Regions from separate parts of the Zea mays genome. Here region 1 is linked to region 2. The links are chromatin contacts, called in public Hi-C maps. All regions are on one chromosome and are shown on one strand. Each heading gives the region's core, a stretch centred on a gene start, on an enhancer-like site or on the middle of the called end of the contact. The rest is flanking DNA. Distances are from core to core; before and after follow the strand shown.

The links. A called contact is a pair of places that touch in the nucleus more often than the background predicts.
Region 1: a Hi-C map of ear shows a contact between it and region 2, with 2.2 times the contacts expected there. The contact joins the enhancer-like site here to the promoter of LOC103653954 in region 2. A contact is called at or near these places in 2 of 25 Hi-C or Micro-C datasets (ear and tassel).

Annotation. Positions count from the first base shown.
Region 1 is chr4:164,108,360-164,114,391 of Zm-B73-REFERENCE-NAM-5.0, forward strand. It overlaps the pseudogene LOC109945849. Among protein-coding and RNA genes, the nearest start is that of LOC100381682, 27 kb to the left of the region's middle. Within about 2 kb of position 3,137, at least 14 of the 20 cell types and tissues checked have an H3K27ac peak or open chromatin away from gene starts, as enhancers often do. A contact at or near this core is called in ear and tassel, where this site is marked.
Region 2 is chr4:163,835,488-163,841,477 of Zm-B73-REFERENCE-NAM-5.0, forward strand. LOC103653954 (putative GTP diphosphokinase RSH2 chloroplastic) reads right to left here and starts at 1,482. Exons shown (of 17, transcript XM_008680773.3): 1 at 902-1,482. The coding sequence starts at 1,262. LOC100284295 (ADP-ribosylation factor) reads right to left here and starts at 5,036. Exons shown (of 6, transcript NM_001157190.3): 1 at 4,788-5,036; 2 at 4,593-4,683; 3 at 3,872-3,987; 4 at 3,508-3,567; 5 at 3,361-3,426; 6 at 1,845-2,469. The coding sequence starts at 4,844. The coding sequence ends at 2,275.

The DNA.
Region 1 (6,032 bases), core at 1,887-4,386, 270 kb after region 2:
ATGCATGACGACAGCCAGCTAGCTGAATACTAGTACTAGTTCTTCTGAAGCGACGTGTTCGAAGACCGTTAAAGAAACGCATCTATATATCACTCCACTTGCATGCACACACGGTCAGGATCGCATGCAGCGAGCGAGGTGTGATTCCGATCCCTGCATCCCTTTCACCATCACACGATACATAGACTGTGGTTTCGGAATATTTTTCTCCAGCCGCTCGCATACGGACATATATATTACTAGTTTCATATTTATTTATTTATTTATTTATTTTCTTTGAATTCTCGGATAAAATTTAAATGAATATCGGTATCTTATTGATCTAACTTTGAGTACATAGATCCGATACTAATAAATATCGGGACTTATTAGATATGAGTCGGATATCTCAAACCACTTAAAAGGATCAAATTCGAATACAAACCAATAATATCGGTACCATTTACATCCATATATACAGACCACACTACAGAGCATGCACGTTCAAGCATGTGCTCCCAAATCTAGCTAGCTGGCTGGCTAGAGAGCTTGATTAGGAGCCAATGCAAGAAGCCCAAAGCCTGCCTTTTTGTGTCCCATCCCCTCTCCCGCGCGCGCTCGTCTGATTCACTGGGATTCTATCTTCTCTGACTCTGATCGTGAAACAGGCACGCACACAGTTGAACAAACGTGCATGGGGGCGGCACATGTACAAGAGGGGAATAAGAAGCATCGCCCTACATACCATGTGCCCCCTAATTAAGCGTGGCACGCATACTATAATCCAACATGCAGGTAGTACAATTAATTAAGAGTACTATACTAGCTAGTACTTGTTTATATAATAGGAGTATTAATGTAGCTGACACTGACTGTTTACTTGTTTAGCTATTAGACTATATATGTTAAGCGCACCGTGTGTGTCGACTGTCGATCTGTTACTTGCTGCATGCATGTGCTGGACTAGCTACTACTTGTTCCTCTGCAGGCATCCCGGCTTAGAGAGACAGTACAGTGAGCTTTACGGTTCACTGGTTGCTCGCTTCTGAAGTAATTTGTTTTCCTACACGGCTACACGTACACGTGTACGTGACACAGAGCGATCTGATCTCTGGATCGCATATCGTCCATGTGTAACGAACTGATATTTGTGTAAGGGTTTTTTTTATAAAGGTTATTGAGGTGGTGGTGGAAAGGTTTAAGTGTTAAATGTGATCTACGGTTGGATCACGATCTAATGGATCAGATAATTTGCTTACACTCTTGTACAGAAAGACTGTTTGCATATCAGTCGTTGCCTTTGTGCAAATGATGACATAAGCCATGCCGTCGTGGCTGTCTGCAGAATGTGTCATCAGGCTTAGCTTAATTATTCCAAATGCTCATACCATGTGCGAGAGCGAGACTATCCTCATTGACGAAATAGATATATCGAATGAAGCAAAGAAGAAGAAGCAGCAGCCTTCCTCGGTTTTAATTTGATCACACATGCATGCATCTATTCTGCACCTTTGTTATTTTATTTCCTTGCATTAATTGTTGGGGAATCGAAGAATGGAATTCATATCTAGAGAAAGCAGTGTGTCTGTCTGTGCATGATATTCCGCCCACTAATAGCTAGCTACTCCATCCGTTCATAAATATATAACGCCATGCATTGACTTTTTTTTAGAAAACTTTCACTACTCGTCTTATTCAAAAAAAAAAAAATAATGAGTTACATTTATTTTTTGTGATTTATTTTATCACTTAAGTTAGTTTGTGTTTGACTTAAAATTTTTCAATTTTCAATAAGACGAGTGGTTAAAGTTTTCGAAAAACGTCAATAATATCATATATTTGTGAACGGAGGTAGTACTATTTTGTGCATATGTGTATCCTGACAAGCCATATCGCACTTTTCCTCAGCCACTGGTTATCTTAGATTAGCTACGGATCAGTCCAAATATACTTCCGTAATCGCCAAATTAATCAGTTATGTCCACCAAGGTATCAATTGTTGGTGTGCTTTCCCCTCTCTAATCAGTTGTTTTGTTACATATGCTCATAAAAATAATTTTGAAGTATACTTTTATGAAACTGTGTTTCAAAACAAAAAACAAAAAAATCTGAGCTCAAGATACACAAAATAATTAACAGTATGCAACTAAAGTTTGGAATAATATTAACTTGTGATACCTTGAAAACCCCACTTATTTAGAACTCTGACGAGGGAGTAATTTATGTACCACCATATCCCCTGGTGCACATATATTTTGACCTCTTCAAATCTAGCAATTTGTTCTTGATTAGTAAGCTACGTAGGTAGCTACTAGCTAACATATATATAGGAGTATTAGGCAAATCGTACTCTAGTGTCAAGGATAACTGTATAGGAGTATCACACATTATACAGACTGAATAATTATATTATCTCTTGCCAGTACGTGAGTATAAAAAATAAACTAGTGACGCTAATGAGTAGGGTACATCACCTATATATCCTGTCCATACGCCAATGCCCTGTCCACGCTTACCTAAATCTGCCCGGGATGTTACGTTGCTCAGATCACGTGGACCGATCGATATTCCACTCGAAATGGCCGAAGGTGCTTGAAATTTAATATATATATATATACGGCTGGTTTTTCAGTCACTTGAGAAAAAAATAGGAAAACTACCCATGAAGTTCCATAAAACTTGCGTTGTGCGTGTGAAGCCCAATTAAACACTGATTTGTCTCTGCACATCGATCCTTGCATTGGTGTCATTTCAATCTGCTCGTGATTAAGGCACGCGTTAATCGAAGTGCCTTGCGATGAGACCAATATGGAGTACTACAGTACGTAGAGTAATCCAGTTTGGGGAGGCGTGTGTGTACATGTGAACCACGCAGTTGATTTTGATTAGGTTGCCGGGATGCTTTTAATTAGTACTACTCAGGAAGGAGACAGCGCAGCGGGGGGGGGGGGGGGGGGGGGGGGTCACCTTTGCTTCCACTGACAGGCATCTTCTCCCCTCGATTTCTGCTTCTCGAAGTGAGCTCCCGATCCTTAAAAATCGTTGACTTGGAGAAGGCCGGGAACAGGAGTCAAAATTTGGACCCCCAAGTCGGACTGGATGGATTTAAACTGGGCTCTTGAAGGCCTTTGGAGTTTCTGGCTCAAGATCAATAAGCCGTCGGCCCTAAACTAAGTTCAAAGCCCATGGACATGTATAAGCAAAAGGCCCAGTTTACCTGTCATGGTCTGATTTTCCTTCTTTTTAACTTAAAACTAGGCAGCCTACCCTGACCAACTTAAGGAAACCATGTACATTACATCCTAGTTCAGGTTAGAAGTTGTTTCAGGTGGGTAAATAATTTTTTATATATTTTTCACGATTTAGTAATTTAGAATGATTTACTATTTTGGGATATTTACATTATTTCTATTTTTCTAAGGCTAAGTATAGTTTTAGAATATTTTAGAGATACTTTTTGAAGCTATAACTATCTTTTTTTTTGGGATTGTTGTGTCCAAATTTACCGGTTTTTTCTCCTAACTGAGGATGAAACCATCTTAAACCCCAAATTTAACCGGAGTAAGCAGGCAATTTAAATGGATTTTGAGAGTTGGCAAGATATAAGATATGTGATTTTGAAATTTAAGAAGAAAAACTATAATGCCAAAAAGGATATAAAGGATTTTTTCATGGTAATATAGAGCTTGTTTGGTTGGGCTTCAAAATTTGCCCACCAAAATCATGGCAAGGCAAAAAAAAAAACTATTAGGCTTGACAAATGCCGTATCAGCCATCATGGGGCTTCACCTCCAACCAAATTAGTATCACATGTTGTCCTTTTGACTATTGCAGCACCAACAACTCAGAGGTCGTAGGGAGCTCCTCGTCGTATGGTTACACTTCTAAACCAACAATCAAGAAGCATATAGCTAAAAATCATGCATCACGGCCTGAATAAAGGAGATTTACATTATAGCGATTATAAAAGAAAAGATAAAGTATAAGTTACATCATTAAACAACTACATGTAACTAACTTGTGGTCTATGCACATAAAGGACCAAGATATCTAAGAGAGATGAATTAGCAGGGGCGGATCTAGGAGGGTTTATTGGGGTCAGTCGATCCTGATAAAATTTGTAAACCCTTTAGCAAAACACCGTTAAAGTTTTAAAAATATTAGATCATATAGTGAAATTCACCTCAATGACCCCAACAATATTTCTTGTTAGATTCGCCACTGTGAACTAGGCTTCTCTAAAAATTCTTGCATAAGTTATCTATAGTATACTTAAAGTACCAGTTTCAACGGTCGTCCTACGTCGTTTTTTTTTTGCAAAAAGGCCCTTCCACTTATTCCAAATCAAACAGTAGACACGTGTGAAGCGCTAGATTGCGATCACCAACGGCCTACACTGATCCCCAACTCCCTCTTTTCCCGCTGCCTCTCTCGCATCGCTACCGCCATTCTCGTGCACTTGAAGGAGAAGATAAGCCTTCGAGCACGCGCCCTCTTTCACACGTCTCGCACTGCGCCGCCGCTGCGCAATTATTTGTTTGCAGGTGCATGTGATCGCACATGGATATGTAACAACCCGCCCAATCCCTGGACCGGCGGTACTCACTCCTGGCAGCTCTCTAGGATCATATATTGTCCCCACAGACCAACACGAGTCTTTTGTGTGCACTTTGTCCTCACTCATGCGCACCCGAGAAAACTTCCCGGTCGGTCACCCATCCCAAATTGCTCAAAGCCAAGCACGCTTAACTTGGAGGTTCTTTTGAGACAGACATCCGAAAAAGAAGATGCACCTTGTTGGTATGGATACTCTATTAATTCTATTAAGCCTTGGGTCAGGACATCACCATCCTAGGGGCCAGGATATCACAATCCACCCCCCTTAGAAGACCGACGTCCTCGTCGGTCAACCCCAATTCAGGAACCTCCCCTCTTAGCCACGTCTGTGTGTCTAGTGTCGTCATATGTCATGCCATGTGACCACTCCGGGCCCACATGCGCCATGCGCCATATACCCGAACCCCTAGCCCACACACGGCCATGAAACCGCGAGGGTCGGCTCTGATACCATTTGTAACAACCCGTCCAATCCCTGGACCGGTGGTACTCACTCCTGGCAGCTCTCTAGAATCATATATCGTTCCCATAGACCAACACAAGTCTTTTGTGCGCACTTTGTCCTCACTCATGCGCACCCGAAAAAACTTCCCGGTCGGTCACCCATCCCAAATTGCTCCAAGCCAAGCACACTTAACTTGGAGGTTCTTTTGAGACAGGCATCCGAAAAAGAAGATGCACTTTGTTGGTATGGATACTCTATTAATTCTATTAAGCCTTGGGTTAGGACATCACCATCCTAGGGGCCAGGATATCACAGGATACAGGCTCCAACACTCTCTGTTTCGACCTCCGGGGGGCGTGGATGAGAGTGCAGACAATATCATCCCACTCTCATGACGACGACGACCTCTCGTGTCATGGCTCGGTCTACGGACTCTCGCTGGCCAAGGTGGAGACGCCGCTGGGCAAGCCGCTATAGACCATGAACCTGGACGACTTCCTGTGAACCATACTCCCAGGTGCGGTGGGCCCGCCCGGTGGCCAAGAAGACGGTGGACGAGGTATGTCACGAGTCGTGACATCCAGAGCGCTGGTGGTGGCGGTCGCCAGCCCTCCATGGCGAGATGATGCTCAAAGACTTCCTCTCCCGCGCCTAGAGATGTCAATGGGGAATTCCCCACCGGGTTATAGCATCTCATACCCATCCCCATCATGTTTGATCCATCCCCATACCCATCATGGGTACAAAACTCATCTCATACCCATCCCCATTCGGGTTTTGGGTCCCCAAGGGGTCCCCAGCCCCATTTAAGGGATAACTAGGTACTAACATGTAGCACAAATTATCTAGATTTCAGACATCACTACATCGGCATGCACTCATCCATGAACCATGATCCATTCATCCATCCATCAGAAAAAATAAGTACTTCCGGACCGATAGAAGAAATGGAGAAATGGAGTTTGCTCACCTTCCTTGGTCACCATCTGAG
Region 2 (5,990 bases), core at 232-2,731:
GACAGCAGCTCTTTCACTCCTGTTGGACTACCCTGAGTAATTAATATGCTGATCGACTGATCGCTCATCGGTCGACTCATCGCTCCATATCGCCGACTAATCGGACGATATGGACGATTATCTCTCCTGATCGAATCGAGCACCCTAATCGAACCCAGAGTACCAATCAGCCCGACTAATCGCAATTAGTTGGACGATCTGAAAACAATGATCTGAACATAATTGCTCTGCTTACGGTGGCAATTGTTTCAACAAATGAATGCTTAACGAGATGTTCTTACATAGCTGGCCCGATTCTAAACCTCAAACTAACTGTTAGCACTTAGTAGCCAAAATTAGCTGAGAGGTTTAGCTAATATATTAGCTCTCAAATAACTATTAGTTATTAGCTGCTCCAACTCGGGTGTTTGAATGTACTAGAGCTAATAGTTAGGGTGGTGTTTGAATGCACTATAGCTAATAGTTAGTGGCTAAAATTAGTTATAGACATCAAACACCATAGCTAATATTTCAGCTATTAGCTATTTTTAGTAAATTAGCTACTAGTTAGCTAGCTATTTGTTAGCTAGCTAATTCTACTAGCAAATTTTTAGGCAACTAACTATTAGCTCTAGTGCATTCAAACACTCCCTTAGTTGGCTAAAAATTGCTAGTGTAATTAGATAGATAACAAATAGCTAGCTAACTATTAACTAATTTACTAAAAATAGCTAATAGCTGAACTATTAGTTAGGTTGTTTGGATGTCTACAGCTAATTTTAGTCGCTAACTATTAGCTTTAGTACATCCTAAAATCAGCTAATAACTTATTATCTAAATAACAGTTAGTTTTAGAGGTTTAGACAATATGCAGCCGATACGGCCAAGTCAGTATAAATCTACACAATTGCACGTCTGTTACCTGGCAACTGGTCGATGCGAGGCCAGAGGAAGTCGACCTTGGTCGAAAGGCACGCCCCCGATGCAATCGCCACGGCCGTGACCGCTACCTGCGCGAGCGTCGACGCCACGGCGCCGTGCACCGCGCCGCTTCCCCCCGCGCCCGCGGCGGCAGCCGCCGCGATCACCTCCCGGGCACCCACGAGCGTGGCCGAGGCCACCGCGAGCCGCGGCGCCACGTGGTCGAGCAGCACGCACCCCATCGTCATCCGCGCCCGCGTCGTCCTACCCCCGCGCCCGACGGTCGCCGCCGGGAGCAAGGCGAGGCGGCGGCCCAGCATCCCAGAGTCGGAGACTGCAGTAGACGCCGGCGATTGCTTCATGCGAGCGAGCCGGGTGTGGGGGCCGGTTTCGTTTCTATCTCATCCTAGCGACGCGAGTCGCGACGAGGGTCACTCACACGGCACGGCACGCGAGTGGCGACGAGGAACGGAGGGTGAGAGCACGAGAGGGGGCGGTCTGTTTGTGTGGCTGCGGCTGGGAACTGGGTCACGGGAGCTGTCGACGTTCGTCAGTGGCACGGTTCTTTCCTCTTCCTCTACCTGTCCTTCTAGCCTCACGGCTTGTTTTTCCCAGATATTTTTATCATCATTTATTTTTAAATTGGCTACACATATGACTTGCTTCTAAGAAAAGGAAATGGTACAGATACAACCTACGTTGGCTGTTCTCGACCTCGATTATTCATAGAAATATTAGGCACCGCACCAAATAAAACCCCCCAATACACATCACATGTGTTCTGGACGAAAATTAATGGCCTACGTTGCCCGTTCTCGATCTGATTATTCATACCAATATTCGGCACCGCATCAAATAAAATTACCAGTGCACACCACGTATTTTTAGAAGAGAACAATGGGTGAAGCAGCCCACTAAACACATTCAATCATCATTTTAGCATGCACAAAAATAAACCCAATCCTGAATAATGACCGGACCAACTTGTTGAGATAAATTATGTTTGCCAACTTCGATTTACAGAAATTCTTACAACAACAGGATGTGGAAGTTGACTCCTCAATTCTCATATGTGACAAATGCATCCGCCGGTTAGCTTTGAATGAAACTTACTCACAACGGAAGTTACAAGGCCTATATCACAGGTTAGATCATTGACAAGAAATCCCCAGGGGTGAGTACAAACGCATGACCGATATTTTTATGCGGTCAGGCCCATGTTTCACCTTTTCTTTAGTAGAATCACCCCACGGAGCCTGAGCAGTGCAGCATGAATTTGAAAGGAAATTCTCATCAAGATGTTAACATCATTGATGATCTCTTGATCCATTATTACTAGTATCAACCCAAGGATCTTACATGCAGATTTGCTTCTTAGAACAACGATGTCCCTCCAGAGGGTAGGCGACCTGAAGCTTGCAATTCCTTCAGAGTGCTTGCCATCCAGTCCAAGCCCTCATAAAGGCCATCACCTTTAAGCGCACAGGAGCCTTGGATGTGCCAGGTGCGATTCTTCAAATCGTAGAGGCCAAGGCCCTCACACACCTCCATTGGTGTCATTGCCCCTTTCTAAAAAAAACAAGGAAAATTACATTAGGGAGGAGCAGCTAACACAGGTGTACTTATTAAGTGCAGAGGGTGTTTTATGTAACAGATGCACAAGAACATATCTGATCAAGACACAGACATATTCTTCACATATTGTCCTTAACAACAGGCCAATAAATGAAACGCGTCTTGCAAGCAATGATATGTTTCATGGTAGAGTATACCTTCCTCATGCAGCACTCACCCTGAATTGCGGATGCCAGCGAAGAACAATCACATTTACACATAAATTAAACTAAACACTGGGAGTTAAATCAATACAGTATAAGATAATACGTAAAGGTCTGACTGAACCATTCTTTAAGATAACAGAGTCTGATTGCAATGCAATGAGATGCAGCATAGTATTCTTCATTAAAAACTGAAACGAAGGTGCATCTTGGTATATGAATTGATGTTCTGAAGACGAGTAAAGGAATTTTTTTCACAAGCAGCCAGATATATCAAAGTAGTGGTAGCACGATTGAGTCACTATTTATATTTTTTTTTCTAGAATGTTTGTGTTAATATATATATATATATAAGCGAAAGGGCCTCTAGCTTAATGGTTAAGGCTTCCGAATAGCACCTCCAGGTCCCGGGTTCAATACCCTCAGGGCGAATTTCGGCTTGGTTAAAAAAATCCCCTCGTTATGCCCCGCTCGCTCCCGAGTTACGTCATGCGCTCCACCCTCCGACTGGACCGTTGCAGAGTGGATGGTGACGGCCCGCTAGTGATGGAGGCGCAGGGTTCGGAGATTTTCTCGGCCGGGACCATGTTTCGATCTTTTCTTAATATAATACCGGGAGGCGGTCTCCCCCCCTCCCGGCCGAGCTAATATATATATGAAGGGTCAAGTATTGTTGCCTCACCATATCTTGTTTATTGGCAAATACCAATATGACACTGTTAAGCATGAAAGGATCATTGATTATTGCCTGCAACAGAATTGTTCAATATTAACTTGGTTGAAGAAATTAAATTCAGCGATAAGCAGCTCTGACTGACAATCTACAGACCTGAAATTCAGCTTTAGCTTTTCCAATCCTCTCCCGATCCAATGAATCAACTACATAGATCTGCAACACCGAACATGCATAAAGAGTCACCGTGTATGTCGTAATCATAAACCCGAAAAAACTCTGGAATTTGAAACGGTATCTTGAGGAAGAAAAGCAGCAATGGATGCATAATAATGTTTCACTGAAGGGAAACAGTAACTGCCCCTGAAGATTACCAGTGATGAGATTGACAAACAAAATAATTTGAGGAGTATCCCCACAAACTCAAGAAGTGAAGAATAAATAACCCAACCCGTCAAGCAGAACAATTACAAACAATCGATATCATTTCATAAAGGTCTTAAAAGAATAATAAACATACCAAGCCATCAGTATTGTTGAAGTAGTGCCTCCACAAGGGCCTCAACTTTTCTTGGCCACCAACATCCCAAACAGTAAACATCACATTCTTGTATTGAACTTTCTCGACATTGAAACCTAGTAGTAGCATCAGAGAGATATCATCACACATGAATTTGCAGGCAAAGTGAAACATTTATTTTTAGTAATCCTCATAAAACCTTTAAGAACATATTGGTTGGTTACTACTCACTCCGTTCATAAATATATGACACTGTTGACTTTTAAAAAAAACTTTGATCACTCGTCTTATTCAAAAAATAATAATGAGTTATAATTTATTTTTTGTGATTTGTTTTATCACTTAAGATAGTTTGTGCTTGACTTAAAATTTTACATTTTTGAATAAATATTTTGAATAAACGATTGGTCAAAGTTTTCGAAAGAAATCAACGATGTCATATATTTGTGAACGGAGGTAGTAATATACAGCTATATATGGAGCAGCAAAGTATTTAACTGGAGGAAATATACTACTTTTAATCTAAGAGCGTTCAGCTAATCATTTGGGTAAATCTGTAATTGCAAATTCGGCAATTCGCAACCCCCATATAGCACGAGCATCATTTTTTTCACCCCGCAGCAGAAACCTACTTTTGCCTCGGCAACACATCAGGAGAACTGGTACCATTAATTAAATTAAACTAACGAAACTGAAGGAATTCCTGAAACAGATAGCCTACCAATCGTGGGAACAGTCGACAAAACCTCCCCGATTTGCAGCTTGTACAAGATGGTGGTTTTACCGGCGGCATCCAGACCAAGCATCACAACCTAACAAGCAAGCAGAAAACCACAATCAACAAAATGATACAGGCAGTTCATTGAAAGTACAACCAGATAGCGAAAGAAAAATCGCGGCGAAACGATCAGCGGACCCTCATCTCGCTGGTGCCGAGGAAGGCATCGAACAGCTTGCGGAACGCCTGCCCCATCGGCGCACCGAAATCAACCCGTCAACACGCGAGCACCAAACTTCCTATCGGATTCTGGAGCAGCTTCGTCTTCTCCAAGCCGCCGGAGTTGATGAAATCAGCCAGGCAGGTGGAGTTTTTTCTGCTCTTAGCCTCGCAGAACTAGTCGTGTAAAAGCCTTGTGAGTGACGATGATAGAAGTTTCGCCAGATTTTACCCGTGACGTGAGAACACATCTGAACCATTTGCGCCTACACGAGCGGTTGGGATGCAGAGATGGCGTCGCGCAGCGAGCACGCCTTTCTGCGATTCCTTCCGTCCCGTCAATCAAAGACCAAAGTAGTCAAACGATGCATACGGGCATACGGCGGCGCACGGGATCTATTTTCTTAACCAATACAGTTCTGAATGGATTAAAATTAAATCTATATCATAATTCATGCCCTAAAATTATCTAAGTCTATTTAATTTTTTATTCGGCTAAACTCAACATGGATTATAAACTAAGGGTTTGAAAAAAATTAAACTATGAAAAGTATGGATTATATTCATAGCTCATTAGCTATGGAACAAAATCCATAAAAATATTGCACAAGTTTATATTAGAATCCATGGATCAAAAGAATAATTAGTTTTAAAAGATACATAAATTAAATAATGAATTTAATGTTATCATAGGATTGAATGTGAGGTATGAATCCATCAAGTCTAGAACTATATTAAATATATGGTGGGATTTCATCACTTATAACTGGGCCAGAAAGGATTTACACATGATGTAGGCCTAGTTGACCTCGAGGCCTAGGTACTAAGTTAAATCTGGAACTGTTTGATGTCACATGGACCGTTGCCTGTTTGGAACATTTAGCTATCCTAACAGTGGATCTATATTAGACGAGAAAAACATTTAGCTGTTCAGATTGTTACAATTGTAATCTATAAAAATAAAATATTGTAGAAGTCATAGCTGTAGCCAGATTAAAGTCGCAGCAAGTCGGAGCGAACAAGCTGAAATAAAAAAAATGGTAGAATAAACCATCACCGGTGAGGATAACCTTAAAGCGTCTTGCAACGTGTTTGACACCAGGACCTAAAGTAAGTTTAGTTCTATATCATCTAAAAAGATGGACTGGAATTAAGTTGTACTTCGGTTTCAAATAGTCGATA